Regions from separate parts of the Astyanax mexicanus genome. Here region 1 is linked to region 2. Evidence: chromatin contacts called from public Hi-C data. All regions are on one chromosome and are shown on one strand. The core of a region is the stretch at or near the end of the contact, and the rest is flanking DNA. Distances in the headings are between cores, read along the strand shown. Region 1 overlaps zfhx3b (zinc finger homeobox 3b). Region 2 overlaps zfhx3b (zinc finger homeobox 3b).

The links. Hi-C and Micro-C count contacts between places; a contact is called where the count stands out from the background.
Region 1: a Hi-C map of muscle shows a contact between it and region 2, with 16 times the contacts expected there. The contact joins two enhancer-like sites. A contact is called at or near these places in 2 of 3 Hi-C or Micro-C datasets (both in muscle).

The regions. Positions count from the first base shown.
Region 1 is chr16:37,469,290-37,475,446 of AstMex3_surface, reverse strand. All of the region lies in intron 4 of zfhx3b (zinc finger homeobox 3b), which reads left to right. Among protein-coding and RNA genes, the nearest start is that of LOC125782270, 59 kb to the left of the region's middle. Within about 2 kb of position 3,441, the one cell type or tissue checked has an H3K27ac peak away from gene starts, as active enhancers do.
Region 2 is chr16:37,226,570-37,232,727 of AstMex3_surface, reverse strand. All of the region lies in intron 7 of zfhx3b (zinc finger homeobox 3b), which reads left to right. Among protein-coding and RNA genes, the nearest start is that of LOC125782268, 75 kb to the left of the region's middle. Within about 2 kb of position 1,662, the one cell type or tissue checked has an H3K27ac peak away from gene starts, as active enhancers do.

The DNA of each region.
Region 1 (6,157 bases), core at 2,192-4,691, 240 kb before region 2:
GTTTATTTTGGTCTTAAAATAAAATAAAACACATTTGACAACATTGCTGTTTGTAATCTTGCGTAATATTGCGTTTTGAGGTCATTTACATAATACGTTAAAACGACGATCAACACATTTACAAGTATTAATTCACCACACAGTATCTTCTAACATCGAACATCACAAAGGTCTGTGTAAAAAAACAGGTAAATCATTTTAAACCAGTGTTAATCAGCACCTTTCCTTCTACACCGAATCTACACGAGCATCATAAATACAGAGAGTTTCTGTGGCATCACATTTCACACATACCGGTGCATTGAACAAATGCAGGTGTTTAAAAAGGCGTGAATTAAATATTAATAGACATTTGGAAAATATGTTGATTTGGTTTGTTGGGCAGATTTTTCTTTCATAAGCCTTACATAAAAAACGCTCAGATTTTCTACAACCCCACCATTCAGCACGAACACCAGCACGAGCTCTTTTTTCATGTATTCCTCTCTTTATCCCTTAAACATATCACAAAATACAAAATTAGAATAAAATTCAGTCTATTTCTTTGATTCTTCTTCTTAATTGTTATTATTATTTGTTGGGATTCGTATGTGAATGAGACGAAATATTCCAAATTAATTCGTGATTGTTAACAAAGTACAGTGCTTATTGGTTTGATTTGTCCATATTTACAGCCACCACCTTTTTCATGTATCGAGACACATATTTACTCTGTATTATATTTCTATATATTTGTTTATTATTATTTTTTCGGTGGCAGTAGCCACGAGACTGTGGTCTCCTTTAAAGTCCGTTTATATGATATGACTTTTTTTTTTTTTTTGGCACGACAAGACATGTATAGGCTCCAAAATTTCATATTGTAAATCGACTAAATGCAGAATCAGATTTGGAGAAAAGCTGCTGCAGCTTTGGAACTCCACGATTTTCTAAATCAGCTCGACAGGTCAGAGATGTCCACTCAGATGTGTCTACTCTAGAGAATTATTTATTAATATTTTTATGCTGTCTTTAGAATATTTAGGATATTTGTTCACTGTCTTTAGACCAGTCGGTTGGTGCGCGTTGACCTGAAAGTGATAAAGCAGTGGTTAAGCTCGTGCACTTTCTTTTGGTTGAATTCGTTTTTTTTTAGGAATGAAGACTAAAAAGGCTTGAATTTCTGCCGGTCTGTTTGGGGCTGCTGTTGAGGGGTAGAGGCGTGATGGGATGGAGAGAGGTAGCCCCCCGGGGCAGGGAGCAGCCCTTGGCCGGAGTGAACATAAGAGGGCGCTGCCATTGCACCTGGGAACCCGTCCTGCCCCGGCCGGCCCCAGCGGTCGGGCCCACGGCCGGACAGTCCTGCCCCGCCGCCTGCCTCCTACTTAACTGCGGCTCCAACTGTTGCCCATTAGGCTGGAGCTACTTAACCAGCAACTTATGCCTGGTTTATCCGGTCATATATATGATATGCAAATATGCAAATTATGTCAAAGACTCTAAAACTTGCAGATGTTGTATAAATTCAGACGCAGTAAAAATAAAATCTTAAAATCTGGCAATAAAATCAATATACGCTAAAATAAAAACAAAACAACATCTTTTAAAGACACTGTAGACCAACGTGGACCATCCTGCGTTTTTTTCTATATTAACACAACCCACCCCTCACCCCGGATCCACCCCACCCCAGTCCCCCAAATCCAAATCCTTCGACCTAAATGCTATAGTCGCTTTAATAAAGTTTGGGCACTGTTGGCAGACAGCTGCTTTTTATCTTGAAAACGCGTTTCACCCGCTCTCATTTCCTCACCGCGAGCTTTTGGGGCTTTATTATTCAAGAATGGCACGCGCGCTGCATGAGGTTAGAAAGAGCATTGGTTCCGACAACACAAAAATCCGTGATCCCACATCACCCTAATAAAGCGGTTGTTTTTTCTTTCTTTCTGATAAATCAAATAGAAAATACAAATAAATAAACACATTTTCTTAAAAATCAACACGTAAAAAAGATGCACTCAAGACTTCCTTAGTGAATGAATGATCAGTCTGAAATTCAGAATATATCTAACAGAAATTATTCACTATTTTTGTCCCATAGTGATTCTCCTTCTCCTTGTGACTTAAAATCTAAGAAAAAAATAAATAAAGTGGTCCATGCTGATATGGCTGGTATAACTCCAAAGTGAAGGAGTGGATGTGATTTGAACCATACGAGCTTGTCAGACTAGTATGGGATTTTTATTATTTTTTGTTTTTTTGCATGTAACATGCACTGCTAAAGCTTTACAGATCCAACTTATATTTCCATATTTCAGATTTTTTATTGACCATGTAGTGATCCAAAGTGCTGGTTCGGTCTGTTGGTTTGTGGAGCACGCCAGCTTTTAAGGCTAGCTTAGAGAGTCAGGACGATAGATGGATGAATACATGTAAAAACAGACAGCAGTAGAAAGGAACTATTTAATAAAGCTACGAGTGCCAAATTTGAAATATATACTATACAAATTATACAAAATATAAATATAAGCAAACAAACAGCCATGTCATAACGCTGTCTACTCTCTTGCACACTATAATTACAATGTTGTAAAAATGTTGTGTTGTTTTTGATTTTTCTAAAACGTTGTCACAACATTATTACAATCTCATTCTTACGTTACATTACGTTTTAACAACTTTTCACAATTCAAATCGTGTTTGTTTATACATATTCTACAAATAGAAGACATACATTGCAATGTGTTGGCAAAACGTGACCGATCACAACCTCACCATGTTTGCTGGGTATAGGCTACAGCAAACAAGAAACCATTGCTTCAGTGTAATAAAAAAGGTTCATTTGGACATTGTTCCAACATTTTCTGCCGTCTTAAAACGTTACTACAACGTTCTGAAAGATGTATCTGTGATCATTGCTGGCATTGGCTTTTGGTCATGAGCCTTCCTTTTTCCATCATGTAGCTAGAAGGCATAGTATATTTTAGAAAAATATAAAATAGTTTTGACAACGTTGTGGGCACCAAAACAAGAACGTTATCTAAACGTAAATGTCTTTGCTAGGACATAGAATAAAAATGATTAAAGAATTATTTTTTCAGTATTTAAAAATCACATTATAACCGCAAAGAATCGGCTATTTTCACTTTTCACTTTTCATCTTTCTCTTATTTGTGCAGGTGTGTATACGTGATACACTACTACCTGGGCCTTTAGCTTCCACGCGCTCATACAAGGCTATCAGTAGCCTAGCATATAGCCTTCACGCTTCCAGAGCTCTACATTGGGCCACGGTAAGGTCGGTATTTCTACCATCGGTTAGCACGGATAGCTCCAATACCTCTTCACTTCTCCACCTCAGAAAGCCTCCGCGAGCTCCCCGGCCTCTCTTTATTATCTCCCCGGCCTCCTATCCTCTCTCTCACTCTATTTTCTCTCCATTCATTTTTACAATCTCTCTCTCCCACCCCTGCGTTTTCCCAGGAGACCGGCACATGGCTGATCAGCGCGCGCGCGTCCCAGTGTTTCCCCCCCACCTGCCTCTCTCTCTCCCCGGCCTCAATCAGAGCGCATCTCCGTGCGCCTCGCACGGTTACCGTCCGTCACTCCACCTTTTCCCTCTCTTTCTTTTATTCCCTTTCTTCTTTTTTGTCTTTCCTTTTTTTTAACATCTCCTCTCCTCGCCTTTACCGGTCCTAACGCTCGCGCGTGACAGATGGCACGTGCTAATGTATGTAAAGTCTATTATTTTGCGCAAACATTGAACCAAAACGCGCGACCGATGCTACGTCGACTATGGTGCTGTAGCACAATACAATAAAAACTGTGCATGCATTGTTGTAATCACACACGCACACGCGAGCTCGTGCCACTTTCAAGCCACTCTCAAGGCGACTCTTTTGCGGGGTCAGGGTGCTGCTGTGTTGCATATTGTCATTGTTTGCATGCATTATGCCTCTCTGCACCCCCACCCCCCAAACATCCCCTAAAACCACTAAAACCACCCCCCCTACCCTATCCTAGCCATTCTTTATCCTTCTCTGCTTTTTTTTGGTTGACCATAGCCGAGCACGTGCATGTCTGGAGAGAAGTCCATCATGCATATGGAGATTTTTTTTTTAATGGAGGTTGTATTCTTTGTGTGTTATTTTTTTTTTTTTTGCAATACGAGACTGCTGGACTGCTGTCCATTCATTCCATGGCAGGAACCAAACGAAGATGGATGGACAAATTTTTTTAAACAAAAAATATATGTATATATTTCAAAAACACACTATACAAATTATAATTATATACGTTATATTATTATTACTAAAAATAATATTATCAAATAAATAAAAAAATACACAAAATACACAACACACCATGAAATGTGTATGCATTATGTATTGACTTTTCGTAGATGTCATTTGACTTTTGACAAACATTGAGATTCAATGCTTTTGTTCGTAGCCATGCAATGCAGCAGCATTTAAGTTGTGGTTGTAAATTTCTTTATAAATATAAAATAAAACGATGCACAAACAAACACAAATAAACATAAAACAACACATGCACTGATTTATTTATTATTTTTTATTTGTTTTAGTTTTTGTGGCATCAATGCAATTACATGCATAAAATGGAATTCACTTGCATAAAACAAAAGTAAAAACTCAACGCTTAACAACATTCAACATTCATGCAGAAGTCTATATATATTTATATAACAGTATACAGTATATCAACATGGATATGTGGACATACATGTGCATTCTCGCTGTGCTAATGAGAGAAAGAAATTATAGAATTTATTTGATATTACTTTCTTTTCCAGTAAGCGTTATGTAATGAGCGGAGGTAAGCCGGTTAGCTGTGTTTGGGGGGATTAGGGCGCCTTGGAGCTGTTAGCAGGCAGGCAAAGTGTGCATATTGAGGGGAGAGGAACTGTGCTTTTTTAAGTGAATCCACAATGGTATTATCATGACAAAGGGCTCCGGGGTCCGGGGCCCTGGACGCACGCTTTGGTTTCAGTAAAGAAGGCGCTTTAAGTGACCATCAAGAGCAGGAGACGATGAAACGAGATGTTGAGGCTCGAGCGGAACCTGTGGAGGAGAAGACCTCCCATCATTCGGTCCTACAGATAGATAGATGCTCCTAAACTTACTTCTTACTGCAGTATATCGATTAGTCTTTCAGTGTCCGGCAAAAAATAAAAAATAAATAAACAAAAAATATTACAATTGATTAATGCTGTGCTTTTATTTTCTCTGGTTTGATCTAAACTTTAAATCTACACGGAAGTCAACATGATGATCTACTCCTCAAACTGCTCTAGTGCATTTATTTGGCTTGCAATAAAATATGAAAGATGAAATTCATGCTAAAACATAGCTTCTAAACAAGACTTAGAAACATATTTAAAGGAGATTTTTGTTTTAGCACGTGCAAGCCTTTAGATTTCAGATTTCAGAACACACTCTTCTGAACTATTCTTCTTGTCCTCTTTTGTAACACTATTCGCTGATGTTCGTGAAGGTTTATCTCTGTGTGTGTGTATATATGTGTAATGTGTGTGTGTGATTGTGTGCGTTTGCATTTTGGGCTACAACGTATTTTTTCCTAAAATTAGTTAAATAAAAATACTTATAAATGAACAAATGCATTTACGTCTAAATCCTTAAGCGTTTTCCGAATTGAAGGAAAATAAAGATATCACACGTATCTCCTGGTGTTTGTTTGAACAAGTTTAGTTCAAGTATGGATTTAGGCTATTGGTACCTTGAAACCTACAAACCTAGCTGGTGCTTTTCTTTGGTATTCTTTAGAGTTGTTCGTATGTTTTTTTATTTTTTATTATTGTAATAAGGTTAAAATTTCTGTCTTATCATCTGCTCTGTCAGATCATCTCTCTACACTTGCTTGTTAGAACATGTAAATGCTTTAAAGAATTTAACCAGGTTTGACTTTACGTCAAAAACGTAGCCTATCAGTTCTGCGATCTCGCATGACCGTAAAAAATATCTTTATTCAGTGTATTAGTGTTGAATAAAGGGTAATGTGCAGGCTATCTCATGCACCCGTGCAAGCTTAGAGTTCAAGTTCATGCACGAGACGTGCAAAACAGTGTAAAATAGAATAGAATCGTGCCAAAAGCTGGATAAAAACACGCTTTATTTTATTTAAACAAGCTTGATTA
Region 2 (6,158 bases), core at 413-2,912:
GACCAATTGTGGCAGGACTTAAATCAACAAAAAATCCTGAACATTTTATTAAAAAAAATAGAAATCTCTCAAAAAGAAGCCACATTCAGACAATAGAGAACATTTAGTCTGGTCATCCTAGTTTACATTCTGGAATTGGGTTCATTTCACACTTCATCTCTTCTCCTTTTCTTCTTTTCCCCAGCTGAAAAAGGAAGGGTGGTTAACGTGGTCTCGTTAAAGTGCAGGAAGAGATTTGGGGTTAGGAGGGAAGCGCAGGCAATCTGGCAACCTTGTAGCCTGAGGATGGCTGGCTCTTTGTTGTAGCATTAGTCTTATCGTCTTTAATTACTCTTACGCCTAGAAGAAACGCTCCAGTTTAAGAAGCACGCTGATTGTGGGCTTTGGGAAACGATTGCAGAGCCATGCTCGCCGAGCGCATCGGTAATTTAAACAGCCGAACAAATCACAGATTAGCGTGTTTTTTGCAGCGAAAAACACAAAAAGCCATTCAGATGCTGAAGGCCTGCTGGTTTAGAGTTTCCCAGCGGAGAATCTGAAAGATAAAGTACACTAGATGTCCAAATGTTGGTGGTGTGGCCTTCCGCTTCTAATGAATGCATTCAGATGCATTGCATTCCGAGATGTGCAAATGCACACATACAGCTTGTGTACTACCAATATAATAGGACTTTTCTAAAGCCAAACATGGGCTAGAATAGTATGAAGTACCCAGTATTTAGCTGTGTAGCACAAAACCAGAGTATTGATAAAACTCAATCCAATTCTGGATGGTATGATTTTAGACATTTTTACCTCACTTTTGCTTTTCTTACTGCTCTGAATGCAATCAAATCCTCTCAGCAATGCTCTAAATCTTAATAGAAAGCCTGGATTGCAGTTCCTGGACAGCAGAGGCAAAAACCAGGACGAATTCTTTAGCATAAAATTGATTTTAGAAGAATTATGTGTAAAATGATGAGCAGGTGTCCCAATACTTTTAACCATTACCAAATATGAAGTGGTAAAAAGTTATGTGTTTAATTATGTTTATAGACAGCTAAAAAAGGGGTTCATGTTTTTGTGGACAGTTGTTGAAACATATGCATATTAAAATGAGTTATTGGGTTTATATACCCCTTTTATTTTTTAATTTTAGTTTTAATTGAAACTAATAGTGTTCCTAAGTGAAGAGAGGGGGCATTATGAGGGATATTATGACCAATGATCAATGTAATCCTCACTGAATCACTAGATACATTTACTCATTCATTCTGAACAGAGACAGCACCACAATGCACGTTTTAAAAGTACTTTTTGTTTTATCATGCTCTGTGAAATTACTGTACACATTCTCACCAAAAACTTACAGATTGTCGCTTTAAAGATGAATGAGTGAATAAGAGTTTCAAGCGACTGTATGTCCTCCTATAAGTGAAGCATTGTACAGCGTATACAGTGCACTGGATGTATTGGCTGTTGGTATATTGGTTGCTGTACTCTATTGAGTGGGGGGGTTCAGATGGTGCGCTGGGTCCTTAAGTGGCTGGAACATTATCGGACTGTAAGAAGTTCTTAACGTTTTAAGTTTTGGGGGGTTGAGTGGAGTGATGGAGTGAGCGTCTCTCTCTCTCTCTCTCTTTCTCTCTCTCTCTCTCTCTCTCTCTCTCTCACACCGTCGGCTTTTGTGCCGGCTGCGCTAACCGCGGGGGATGAATATTTGAGCAGGAGATTTCAGTAGCCGTTGTTGCCCCGTCGATATATCAATAGCCCACCTGATAGAGTGGAGCTGGCAGAGGGGGGGGGGGCGTTTTCAAAAGAACATTTTAAGTACATTTGCTGAGAATTAGCTGACTTGTGTAATAACTGATAAGGTGTATTGACTGGAGCAGACTTTAGTGTTGTCAGATCAATGGCGGTAGTGTGCTCACTATGCTACTTTTAAACAAACACGGGCCAGGAAAGGGGGTGCCGGAGGGAGGGCGGGGGGGGGGGGGGGTGGGGAGGCGGGGCGTGGCGGAGATGGGGGCACGGGGGAGGAATAAAAAAAAGATTGAGGCCCATTTTATTATCTTTTTTTCAGCATCTTCTCTCTTACTTACACATGGCGTTATTGGAGATCCATTGTTGGGAGTTTGCCGCTTTTAAATGGCCTGATATATCGAGCAGAGGGCTTTTAAGATGGTTACAGGGGATTTCTGCATTTGACTTGGCAAAACAGAATGAATTGTGGGCTTGGCGTTAAATATTTATGATTTTTATATATATTTATAGATTATATATTGCATTATCCTGCGTTTTAGGAACGAACTGAGCCCAATATTGGTAAAGAGCCCGGCGGACTGCAGCCTGGGACTGCAATTATGAGTGTGGCGAGAGGTACTAAAGAGAAAAGAGAGAGAAAAAAAATATATATATATATATATATATATAGGGAGAGAGAGAGCAGACAAATGATAGAGAGAGAGATGGATATAGAGTCAGAGAGTAAGAGAGAAAGAGAGAGAGAGGGAGAGAGAAAGAGAGAGAGATAGTTTTTTTTGTCTGTCTGCATACTTACTTTAGGCCGCTTCGGAAAAAAAAAGAGAAAGAAAAAAAAATCCTGTATGTGTATGTCTCTACCACATGTGTGCGGTTTCTCTGCAGTTTTATGTACGTATTAAACAGAGGAAGCCATAAAGATATTTGTGTCATGGTCCTGCATAAATGAAGAATTATAACCCTGGAGTTGAGGGTCATTGAAAAAAAAAAGGAGAGAAAAAAAAAAGAAAAGAAGAGAAAAAGAGCAATAAAAGTGATGGCAGTAACAATGACTATAATTATCATTACAAAAGCAACAAAAATAATCACTGCTTTTATAAATGGGAATAACTCATAAAGTCATAAAACAAAATCCAGATGTAATTTTCAATTTTACTTATGTATTTTTTATTTAAAGAAAACACTTACTGAAAGCACCGGACAACTAACTGTATAACTTATCCCTCTATATATATATATACTGTATTCTGTATTTCACACAGTTTATATGCTATATATATGCATAAAAGCATTTCATTGCAAGTTGTCTGTACTATATATGTAAGTGAGCTTAAACTAGAACTAATAAAAAAATAGAAATAAAAAATAACATACTAAACATAGTCAATGTTTATACACATGGTTTATTTGTATAGCACCTTTCATATAAAGGGGCACTTTAAAGTGCTTTAAAAAAACATAAAGGAAAAATTGCACAAAAAAGCTAAAATTAAAAATAGTAAAATAAATAATTTGCACAGATTTATTCTTTCTCTTGGTGCATTTACTGTACATACATCTTAAAAAACATTTTTTTTATAATTAGGCAGTCATCATTTTAGCATTTCACTTCATGTTACACTGTGTATGATTATGCATGTGTTATAAATAGTAAGCTATTTATAGTTGAGATTGAACTTGAACTAATAAAAGATTAAAAGAGAAAAAATGAAACATACTAAACACATGCACCTTTCAGACACAATGGCAAATGACAATTTAAAGTGCTTTATTATATTATATACACTTATACAGCAAATTAAAGCTTTTAATTTAAAAAGCATATGAAAAAATAAAAATATATAATATAAAAAGTAACATAAAAAAATAAGACATTATTATATATAAGACATATATAATAATGAAGTAAATGAAAGCCCCAGCCTTAATTATGCAGCACAGGCGGGGACCGTGCTAAGCCCGCCCCCCTCTCACAGCCTTGTAGGCGCGTGGCTGGCGAGCGGAATTGTCGCGTGCGCCTATAGAAAAAAACGGCGCCGTCCCTTTAAGTGCTTCCACCAATTCTGATGGAGGGCTGATTTACATATCCCCATCTTCTCCTCCCCCTTCAGGAGAGCTGAGTGAGGATGTGGAGGCTGCCAGCGAGACCACCACAGACCAGGAGGACCAAACCAAAGACAGAGAGAGTGGGGGGGAGAAGGAGCTTACCAAAGGCGCAGGTAAGGCCTGTGTTCCCAGTCTGGTCTAGATGGAAGGTGGGGGGGGGGGGGGGATGGGGGCGGAGGGAGGAAGGGAGGAAGGGAGGGGTGGGGGGGTGGTGGTTTTGTGGAGGGGGGAGGTGTTTATTTCTCTAGAGTACTGAAGAACCATTTTTTTTATTCCCTCCATACCTCCTCCAGCCTCCATCCGTGTGTTCATTCTGCTGCTCATTATCTAATTACACCTTTTATATATATATATATATATATATATATATATATATATTTAATATATTTATACACTTTTTTACTATTATTTTAAAGTCCTTTAACTAAAAGTGGCTCAGATTTTTTTTTCACCATCAAACTTTATTAATTTAATAGCTTTTTCACTTTCTCACTCTGGAGGGTTTTAAATTTCCTTACAATTCCCTGATAAATTAGCCTTGATTTGGCTAATCTGGTCAAGTGACAAAAACACAAGTTGCCTACTTGGGTGCACACTGGGCCTGTGGACCTGTGAGTTACAGCACTGCCATGTGTCTTAGCACATGTGACACACACACACTCAGAAACACACACACACGCACACACTGAAGAATGCTATCAGATAGGGCTATTTTTCAAGCGCAGGAGGAGGCAGGGGGCACGGGGTGGCAGGTGCAGGTGTCAGGTTGCTCGGAGAGGTGTGGTTACGGAGTAAAGGGGCAAGTCAGGCAGTAAATCTGTTTTTGCCTGTTTGCGGTGGCGCGGCTGGAGAGGGGTCTGAGGAACGAGTAGAGACCCTTGTTTGGGTGGCTTGGTCTGGGGCCTGGGGGCTGTGGCTTGGGGCCTGTGCTGGAGCCAGGAGCCAGGAACCTAGTGTTGGGCCCGGGGCTTTTTGACCTGGTGGTTTGAGTCTGGGGCTTGGGCATATGGTTTGGTAGTTTGAGCCTTGGGCCTGGTGCTTTAGTCTGGGGGTTTGAACCTGGTGGCTTGGGTCTGAGGCTTAAGCATATAGTCGCTGTCCAATGAAAAACAAGTATCTCTAAAAGAGCAACTTTACAGGAGAGAGAAAAAATCTTCTAAAGTTTTGATGGAAGTCAATGTAAAAAGAGTTTATTGCAGGTTATTTTGAAGTATTTCTATCGGTCCATTTATCAAAAATGTTGGCACAGTGTAAGGGACAGTTTGTCTGTTCAAATGTAGGTAGTAAACTAAAAATCAACAAAAAAGGAGATGCTTGTGTTTCATTGGACAGCGACGATATGGTTTGGTAGTTTGGGCCTTGGGTCTTGTGGCTTGGGTCTGGGGGTTTGGGACTGGTGCTTGGTTTGGGGCTTGAGTCTGAGGATTGAACACATGGTTTGGTAGTTTCGGCCTTAGTTTTTGGGGCTTTGGTCTGGAGGCTTGGGTCTGATGCTTGAGCTTATTTTTTGGTAGTTTGGGCCTTGGCCCTGGGGCTTGGGTCTGTTGGTCTCGGGGGTTGGGCATAGTTATTGGTTGTTTGGGCCGTGGGATCTGAGGCTTGACCCTAGAGCCTTGTGGCTTGGGCCCTTGTCTTGATCCTTTGGCCATGAGGTTTGTGTCTGGGGCCTTGGGGCTTGGGCCTGAACGCTGGAGCTTGGGCCCTGTTGCTGATGGTTTGGGCTGGAGGAAAATAACTGTTGTGGTGTAAACTTAACTCTAAGCTTAACTTAGTATAATATTATATATATATAAGTGCTTTTGTGCCATTTTCAGCTAAAACTTTTTTTTTTTTAAGTTTGCCAAATATACGATGCATCCCTACTTTTATTTGGTATCTAATGACGACAGTTGCCTTTATAGTATATTACTAGGAACTATTGCTAAATAGTTGTTAACTTATTTGTAAAATATTGATCTTAAAATTCTAAGACACTAAAAACATGGACATTAAGAAAGTCTGCAGCCTGTTCCTATACTGAAGGCCCACTAAAACTAAAATTATAAAAAGGAACAATCTGGCTCTTTTGCAGGGACTTTGGACTTTCAGGGTTTGCATGAGCACTGAATAAGCGCAAGATAAAAAAAAAAAAAAGTTCATCGCCATGTTTGAAGGCAAATCTTTGTAAAATGTCTTTGATATTCCAACTTTCTTATTCTAAATGAGGCTGACTTGTTTGTGCGCTTTGAACGGGTGGCACTCCTGCTTTGATGGTGGAGAAATAATGATATGCATGCCTCCCCGAAAATGGCTAAAAGTATATTTTAACACAT